2 separate regions of the Canis lupus genome follow, and region 2 is linked to region 1. A link is a contact called in public Hi-C data. All regions are on one chromosome and are shown on one strand. Each heading gives the region's core, a stretch centred on a gene start, on an enhancer-like site or on the middle of the called end of the contact. The rest is flanking DNA. Distances are from core to core; before and after follow the strand shown. Region 1 has its middle 73 kb from the start of GPAT3. Region 2 holds the start of COQ2 (4-hydroxybenzoate polyprenyltransferase, mitochondrial).

Region 1 (3,719 bases), core at 544-3,043:
CATTCATTCCATGGTCACTGAAGTAGAATCTTTCCTGACATCCCTCTGACTGGGCAAGAATGTTATCTTTCCATGTTGGGTGCCTCACCTGGCTGGTTGTCTGTTTCTGTGACCCTGGGGCAAGAGCTAAGGTTGTCTGCAGATCTTTTGGGTCTCTGGCTCCGTGTCTCCAGGCTCTTGAGGTGGGAGGGGCCATGACAGGTGGGAAGAGTCCTGACAGTGAGTCGGGCTTTTGAGCCCTGACTCCTGAGATTGCTACAGGTATCCCTCATAGAGGGACTGCATGTGGTCCCTGCTGTGTGGGCAGATCTGTAGCTGCCCAGTGGTTGGTGTTTTAAGAATTCTGATTTCAAATAAGGGTGAGGGGGATTGTGGTTCTCTGGATATTCCCCAGTGTTGGGATTTTTACACATAATTAAATTGTTCCTTTAAAATATCTCTCTTAATTCTTCTTTGTCATCATCATTCAAGCAGCATTCAGACCTTTCCAATCTCTTGCTAGATTACAGAAGTTTTAGAACTAAACTTCTCCAAGTCTGAAGCCACCCTCACATTGAGCTTCCTCCAAGCTCCCTTTCATCATGCCATAGTTCCTTTTTAGATACCAAATGAAGTCCAAATCTTAAGCCTGAAATTCTAGGCTCTCCACAATCTAATTCCAAGTTGCTAAAACTCTTATTATTCCCTTTCCTCTAGGCATGTGTGCATACTTGATGTTTCCAAAACACCCTGTGGCAGAGACTATTTATTATCTCCAAATTCATTCTCTTCCTTATTCTTAGTCATGAACCCCACTTTTATTTAAGATATCAGCATATCCAGTGGAAAACTGTGTTCTCTACGCTCTGTTGCAACCATGCATAGTTATGGGACTAGTTTCTTGTCAGAAGAACATGAATCCAAGTACTTCTGGGAGGTATCTGTACAAAATATTTTTTCTTTCTAGCTGGTTGGTTTGGGGTGCAATGAGTGAAGCTCCGGTAGCCATTTTGGACCTTGAGGACAATGACCATACTCCAGGCAGGCAGATCAGAGATCTGAAAGGAGTCTAGGTCCCAGTGACTTTGTGGATCTATCTCATCAGCTCTACCTCCAATGTTATTTGAGTCATTATTTTGTTCTCTTAGTACATGAAGCTGAAACTAATCCCAACTGATACACATACTTCATGGAGGAGGTTATATCGAGGTGGTCCTTGAGGGAAGAATAGGATTTAGACAGGCAAGAAACATCACAGGCAAGAGAAACATAACATAAATGCCTATTAAATTCACATTGTACTTTACAGCTTATAAAGTGCATTCATATCCACTATTTTGTGTTCATTATAACAACTGGGTATGTTATAGGCAAATATTATCCCCATTTTACAGATAAAACTATGGAATCAAAAGTTGAACAAATGATTAAATGGAAAGAACATTGGATATGTAATCAGAAAATCTGGGTTTAAGTTTCTTTTTGTGATGGACAGACTTTAGGGTGGACCCACGATTCTTTTCCTGGTGTTCCTGTTTTTGTAATTTCCTCCTTTTGGGTGTACGTGGACTTGTGACTTCCTTCTAACGAGTAGAATGTAACAAAGATGATGAGATGTTACATCCCATTACATTATATATCACTTGGTCTTGCTGGCTTACTCACTCTGGAGTCTTTCTCTCTTTACTGCTGACCTTGAAGTAGGAAGTTGTCATGAATCCTATAGCTACAAGGGACCACATGCTGCCAAGAACCATGTGAGTGGGAAAGAGGATCCTTCTCTAGTTAAGCCTCCAGATGAGACCTCAGCCTAGGCTCATACCTTGACTGCACAGCCTGGTAAGACTGTAGTAGCTTGCGAGGCCAGCTAACCCACGTCCAGACTCCTGACTCATAGTAACTGTCAGAAAACAAACTGTGTTGCTTTAAACTGCTGAGTTTATGGTAGTGTGTCATGCAGAAATAGATAGCTAATATACTTATCTACTAGTTGTGCAGCCTTCAGGTGATTATGTAACCACTCAGTCATGGCAGAGATGATTAACTGTTCATTGTTAAGTTATACTTTCTCTTCCACAGAATAACACTGTCACTGAGAAGTGGCTGGTCAGTAGGGACTACATTTCTCAGGCCCCCTTGCATATAGGTAGAACCAAAAACTGGTTCTCACCAATACAATGCAAATGGAAGTCATTGATCACTGCCAGGCTGAGGTTGTTAGAAGTGGATGTGCTTTCTCCACTCTTTCTTTGCCTGCCAGCTGGAGGCAAACAACTGTGAGGCCCTAGGGCTTGGTGAAGCCACAGTCAGAAGGAGCCTGGGCTCTTCAAGCACCTCAGGCAAGAAAGTTACTCAGTGGCCAGGAATACCTGCATCACCTTGTTATGTGAATGCAAAATAAACCTTACTGTGTTAAGCCACTGACTTTTCCCAATTTATTTATTGTAGCACTACTTTCCCCCAAGTACAGTTTCAATGTTCTTCTCTGTAAAATGGAGATACAGTTGTGACTGAATGAAATAATCTATTTGAAACACTTACTAAATTGTAAAATATATTTTTAAAAGATTTTATTTATTTATTTGAGAGAGAGAGAGGATGTGTGTGTGTTTGAGAGAGAGAGAGAGAGAGAGCAGGAGCAGGGGAGAGATGTAGAGGGAGAAGCAGACTCCCCCCTGAGCAGGGGACCTGATGTGGGACTCGATCCCAGGACCCCAGGATCATGACCTGAGCCAAAGGCAGATGCTTAACTGAGCCACCCTGGCCCCCTAAACTGTAAAATATTATGTTAACACAAGGTGTTCATAGTATCTTTACAAAAGCCCTAATATGTAAATAAGGAGGGAATTAGTTCCTTATTTATTTTAGAGGGGATAAAATGAAAATGTGGCAATAAGACCTGTTTGAGGTCACTCTGTGAATTAGTGATGGGGTGGAGGGTGAGGACTAGAACTTTCAATCTTCTGTCTAAAAGTCTTCTGTAACTTCACATCAAGTGTTCAGAGGTTTGGAAGGTGTGCAAATCCGGGGAGGTTGCAGGAAGACATATTTCTTTAAACATGAGCAGAGTAAGTGCAGTGATTTCAAGGCTGTCCCTGTGGGGTTGAATCCAATGCAATCCCCTCTGCAGAGGTTGCATATTTGGGTGTCAGTACCTTGAAAAGAAACATAGCTATACCTTACGTATGTTTTAGTTAAATTAAAATATTAATGTGTATTTATTTTGAGGTGATGGTTGAAATACCTTCCTTGTGTGTAATGGAATTTTCATCTTTTGGCAACGGTGAAGACAGCTCATTTAGCTACATATGTTGTCAGTGAAATTTCCCACATGCTTACACGAAACATTTGTCTTCTCCAGATGGCCTGTGTAAAGCCCAGTTGTTCTTTCAAATAAATTTATAGTTATGACAAATGTGTTATCTTTCTAGACTCGATGAGAGTTCTTTCTTGGAAGATGAAATAACCTCCTACCATTCAAAAGGGAAGGGTGAGCACCGAACTGTTCTCAGGCTGAAATATGGTGGGATCTGAGTTTAAAGAAGTCAGTAGGTCAGATATGTGCTTTTGCTCCCCTCCCCCTATAGAATCTGTGTGGCCTCAGGTTCCCCACTCACTAAACACACTAAAGAACCCCAAACACAAAAGTTCCTCTGAAGAGAGTCCACATAGTTCTAACCTCTTTTCAGCCTTTTTTTTTTTTCCAGTAACACCTTACTTTCTTTGGTTAAAAATCTAAA
Region 2 (3,719 bases), core at 812-3,311, 270 kb before region 1:
GAGAAATGAAGAGGTCTGGTTTCAGAGTTTTACTCATTACCCTTAGTAGCCAGCCTCTTACTGATGTAAAAGTCAGAGGTTTACGGAAATGGGAATAACGGCAGCTGTTGATCTGTCCTGATGTCTGTAGGCCTACACTGCAGCTCCATGACACAGACACCAAAACAGAATTATAATTATGCTTCAGATTAGAACTGGGCTTGGAAATTAATGACTATCAACTCTTATCTGGCCCAAAATGCAAGGGGTTGTGATGGCAAGACTGTGTTTATCATTTAATTTGCTTTTATACTTTAATAGCTAATTGGGGTTTTTTTTGTTTTTGTTTTTTTTTTTTAGATTTTACCTATTTATTCATGAGAATAAATTTTAGATTTGACCTATTTATTCATGAGAGAGAGAGAGAGAAAGAGGCAGAGACACTGGTAGAGGGAGAAGCAGGCTCCATGCAGGGAGCCGGACGTGGGACTCCAGGATCACGCCCTGGGCCAAAGGCTGGCACCAAACCACTGAGCCACCATGTGTCCCAATAGCTAATTGTTCTAACACTAACACTAACAGTGCTCTGATCCCAAATAAGTAGTGCATAGACCTAGAATACCATAAGCAAGATCTAATTTGAGGTCTTGGCTGGGCAGACGTGGAGTGAATATATCTAGGCACCTGGATGCATTTCCACGCACTACCATGGCAAATGCCATCACCTAGATTACCTGCAGTTCAGTCTCGGCCCCTCCATTCCCACTGTCCCTCCTTTTTCCATCCAGCTCTTATCCAGCCTTGCCTCTCAGTATTTTCTACACCCAGATCAACTCATATCCTTGATGTTTCAACTCTCAACCTTTGAGTCTGCAAAAACATCTCTCCCACCCACCAAGATTTCTTCTCCCTTCTGCAAAATCTACCTGTCCTTTGAGATTCAATTTGCTCCTGACACTTTCTAGCAATGTCGGTCCACAGTAACCACTCTTGAGTGTACCACTTGCCATCTGTACCACTAACATTTGACCTCCTACTTTCCCAGCTCACCCAATCATATTTGTCTTTTTCAACTAGAAAGCAGGGCGTTTCCATAGGCCTTTCTGTCCCCGAGACTAGGCAGTATGGCAGGAATTCGTCGGATACTACTGGCAGGCTCTATACGAGGCACTAGCTAGAAATGCCCCAGGTGTGGGGCGCTTGGATTGTGTTGGAGCGGTCCATCAAGCCCTCAGTGTGCAAGGTTGATCAGTGGGGAGTGCTACGACGAAAACTGGAAGGTAGAGGTACAGAGGGTGAGGTGGTAGGTATTATTTAAATAGGAAGGTCACGGAAGTCTTCGGGGACGACTGTGAGCTGACAGGCAGCGGGCGAGCGCTAGCTGCTGCGTTCAGTGGAATTACACCTTGGCGTCACGGTTGGGGTCGGGCAAAGCAGCATCAAAACTAGGTTCCTCGGCATCATCACGGTGTCTGTTCTCTGCCTTGGGAGCCTCACGAAATTACGGCAGGGAGCAGACAACAATGAACGTGGAAGTGCTTCAATACTGTAAATCTGTGCAAATAAAGGGGCGCGGAGTTTCCGCTCAAGGCCTGTTTCAACAAGGGCCGTGGAAGGAGCCAACTTCTCGCCCGCCCGGAGCACTGAGGACGCAGGGGGACGTGCGAACAGGAGCGCCGCTTCGGAGCCCAACGGTCCGGGGGTCCCGGGAGTACCGGGCGCCTCGGTTTCCACAACGCCCGCAGGCCGCCCCCCCCGCCCCCGCCCCCGCCCCGGGCCCGCGGCGCCGCGCTTCGGCCCGTCCGCCCCGCACTCACCGATCGGCTTGTCCAACCGCATGAGGCGCAGGTAGGGCTGCAGGGGGCGGGGCGCCGAGTTCACCACCGCAGCGGCCGATAGGCCGAGCCGACGCCTGCGCGGTTCCGGCCCGACCGAAGGCCGCGGGTGCCCAACGCCGAGCGAGCCAGCCGCGCGCGCCTGGGCCAGGGCGCCGAACCCCCGCAGCCACGGCCGCGCCAGGACCCGCAGCCCCCCCGCGAGGGCCGCGCAGCGAGCGGCCAGCATGGCGCCCGGGAGGGCGTGGCCCCGCCCCGGCCTGAGGTCATTCCCCGGCGACGGGTCGCGGCGGGTCTGCGCAGTGACGTCACCGCGCCTCGTCTGTGCGGCCGAGTGGCCCGAGCCTTTGTAGGAACCGGCCGGGGCGCGGGGTGGCCGCGGTCGCTTTAACCTTGGGGGCGGGGGTCCCGGGGATGCTTAGCGTGATGAGGAATTCCCGTGATCGGCTTTCTCAACAAATGAGCAAAGATAGTGTTGTACCAGGAAAATAAGCAGACCTCGACGAAGCTACCAGAATACTGATTCGGGGACAGGTAAAACGGGCACCAAGAGCCACTGCAAGGATGTAAATGAAACCCGTGCTCAGAGTCAAGGGACATGCATCACACAAGTGAAAACCTTAAATTTGACGGTCAAGTCAGAGGAGCTTGTGTAAGCAAGAAGCAGTGAGCTTGTGAGATGCGAGAGCCTGCAGCTGGAACACCTGGTGGGGCTCTGGATTCTAGCCAGTTCCTGGATGGGGCTGTCTGCCAGGCACTGTCACAGGCACTATGCACGGATTATCCTATTTACCGCTTCCTTAGTCACCATGGGTAAGCCAGTCCTCTGCATTGTACTGCTCTAGAGAATTGGGTTAGTCTTTAAACTCCTTTCCCTAAAACCACAACAGTGATTCTGCCATACCTTGAGTCTCCAGGGGTGGTGAGGAGGGGGCAGTCTTTGATAATTCTGCAAAAATAGCTCACCACTAGTTCACTGGTTGTAGGCAGAGGGATCAAGGCCTCAGGAAATTTTACCGAAGGAGAAAACACACTTCCTCCTGTATGTGTTACCTCTTCTCTCGGTACTCCACCACGACACTACTTCACTCTGACGCCAGATGTGTGGGTTTTCCACATACCAAGCAATTCTTTTTTTTTTTTTTTTTTCATACCAAGCAATTCTGTGATAACACGTGGTATTCTATAATTTAACTCAGTGCTGGTACTAAGTACCTGGAGATGCCATTAGATCCCACAGGTTAAGGGCTTGGGCTCGCAAGACTGCCCCTTGCCCCCACTTAAGATGCTAATTGCAAGGTCCAGGTCATTATCTGTGCTTCTGACCTATTGGCTATTGATTGGAAGTTTTGGAGACCCCTTCTTGCATTTGATTAACTTGCTAGATGGTTCATGGAACTTAGGAAAACGTATTACTTACTATATTACTGCTTTATTATAAAAGGGTGTAACCCGGGAACAACCAGATAGAAGAGATGCATAGGGTAAAGGGTGTGGGAGGGATCCCTGGGTGGCGCAGCGGTTTGGCGCCTGCCTTTGGCCCAGGGCGCGATCCTGGAGACCCTGGATCGAATCCCACGTCGGGCTCCCGGTGCATGGAGCCTGCTTCTCCCTCTGCCTGTGTCTCTGCCTCTCTCTCTCTCTCTCTCTCTCTCTCTCTCTCTCTGTGACTATCATAAATAAATAAAAATTAAAAAAAAAAAAAGGGTGTGGGAAAGAACACAGAGCTTCCATGACCTACTCTCTCCACACCTCCGTGTGTTCACCAACCCTAAAGCTCTCTGAACCTTGTGGTTTGGGGTTTTTGTGGACACTTCATTACATAGGCATGATTGATGAAATCCTTGGCCGTTGGTGATTGAACTCAATCTCTAGTCCCTTTCCCTTCCCTGGGTGTTGGGTGTT

The links. Hi-C and Micro-C count contacts between places; a contact is called where the count stands out from the background.
Region 2: a contact with region 1 is called in a Hi-C map of blood, with 3 times the contacts expected there. The contact joins the promoter of COQ2 here to the enhancer-like site in region 1. A contact is called at or near these places in 2 of 9 Hi-C or Micro-C datasets (amygdala and blood).

Annotation. Positions count from the first base shown.
Region 1 is chr32:32,569,760-32,573,478 of UU_Cfam_GSD_1.0, reverse strand. No RefSeq gene overlaps it. Among named protein-coding and RNA genes, the nearest start is that of GPAT3, 73 kb to the left of the region's middle. Within about 2 kb of position 1,793, at least 1 of the 20 cell types and tissues checked has an H3K27ac peak or open chromatin away from gene starts, as enhancers often do. A contact at or near this core is called in blood, where this site is marked.
Region 2 is chr32:32,836,453-32,840,171 of UU_Cfam_GSD_1.0, reverse strand. COQ2 (4-hydroxybenzoate polyprenyltransferase, mitochondrial) reads right to left here and starts at 2,061. Exons shown (of 7, transcript XM_038582256.1): 1 at 1,797-2,061. The coding sequence starts at 2,043.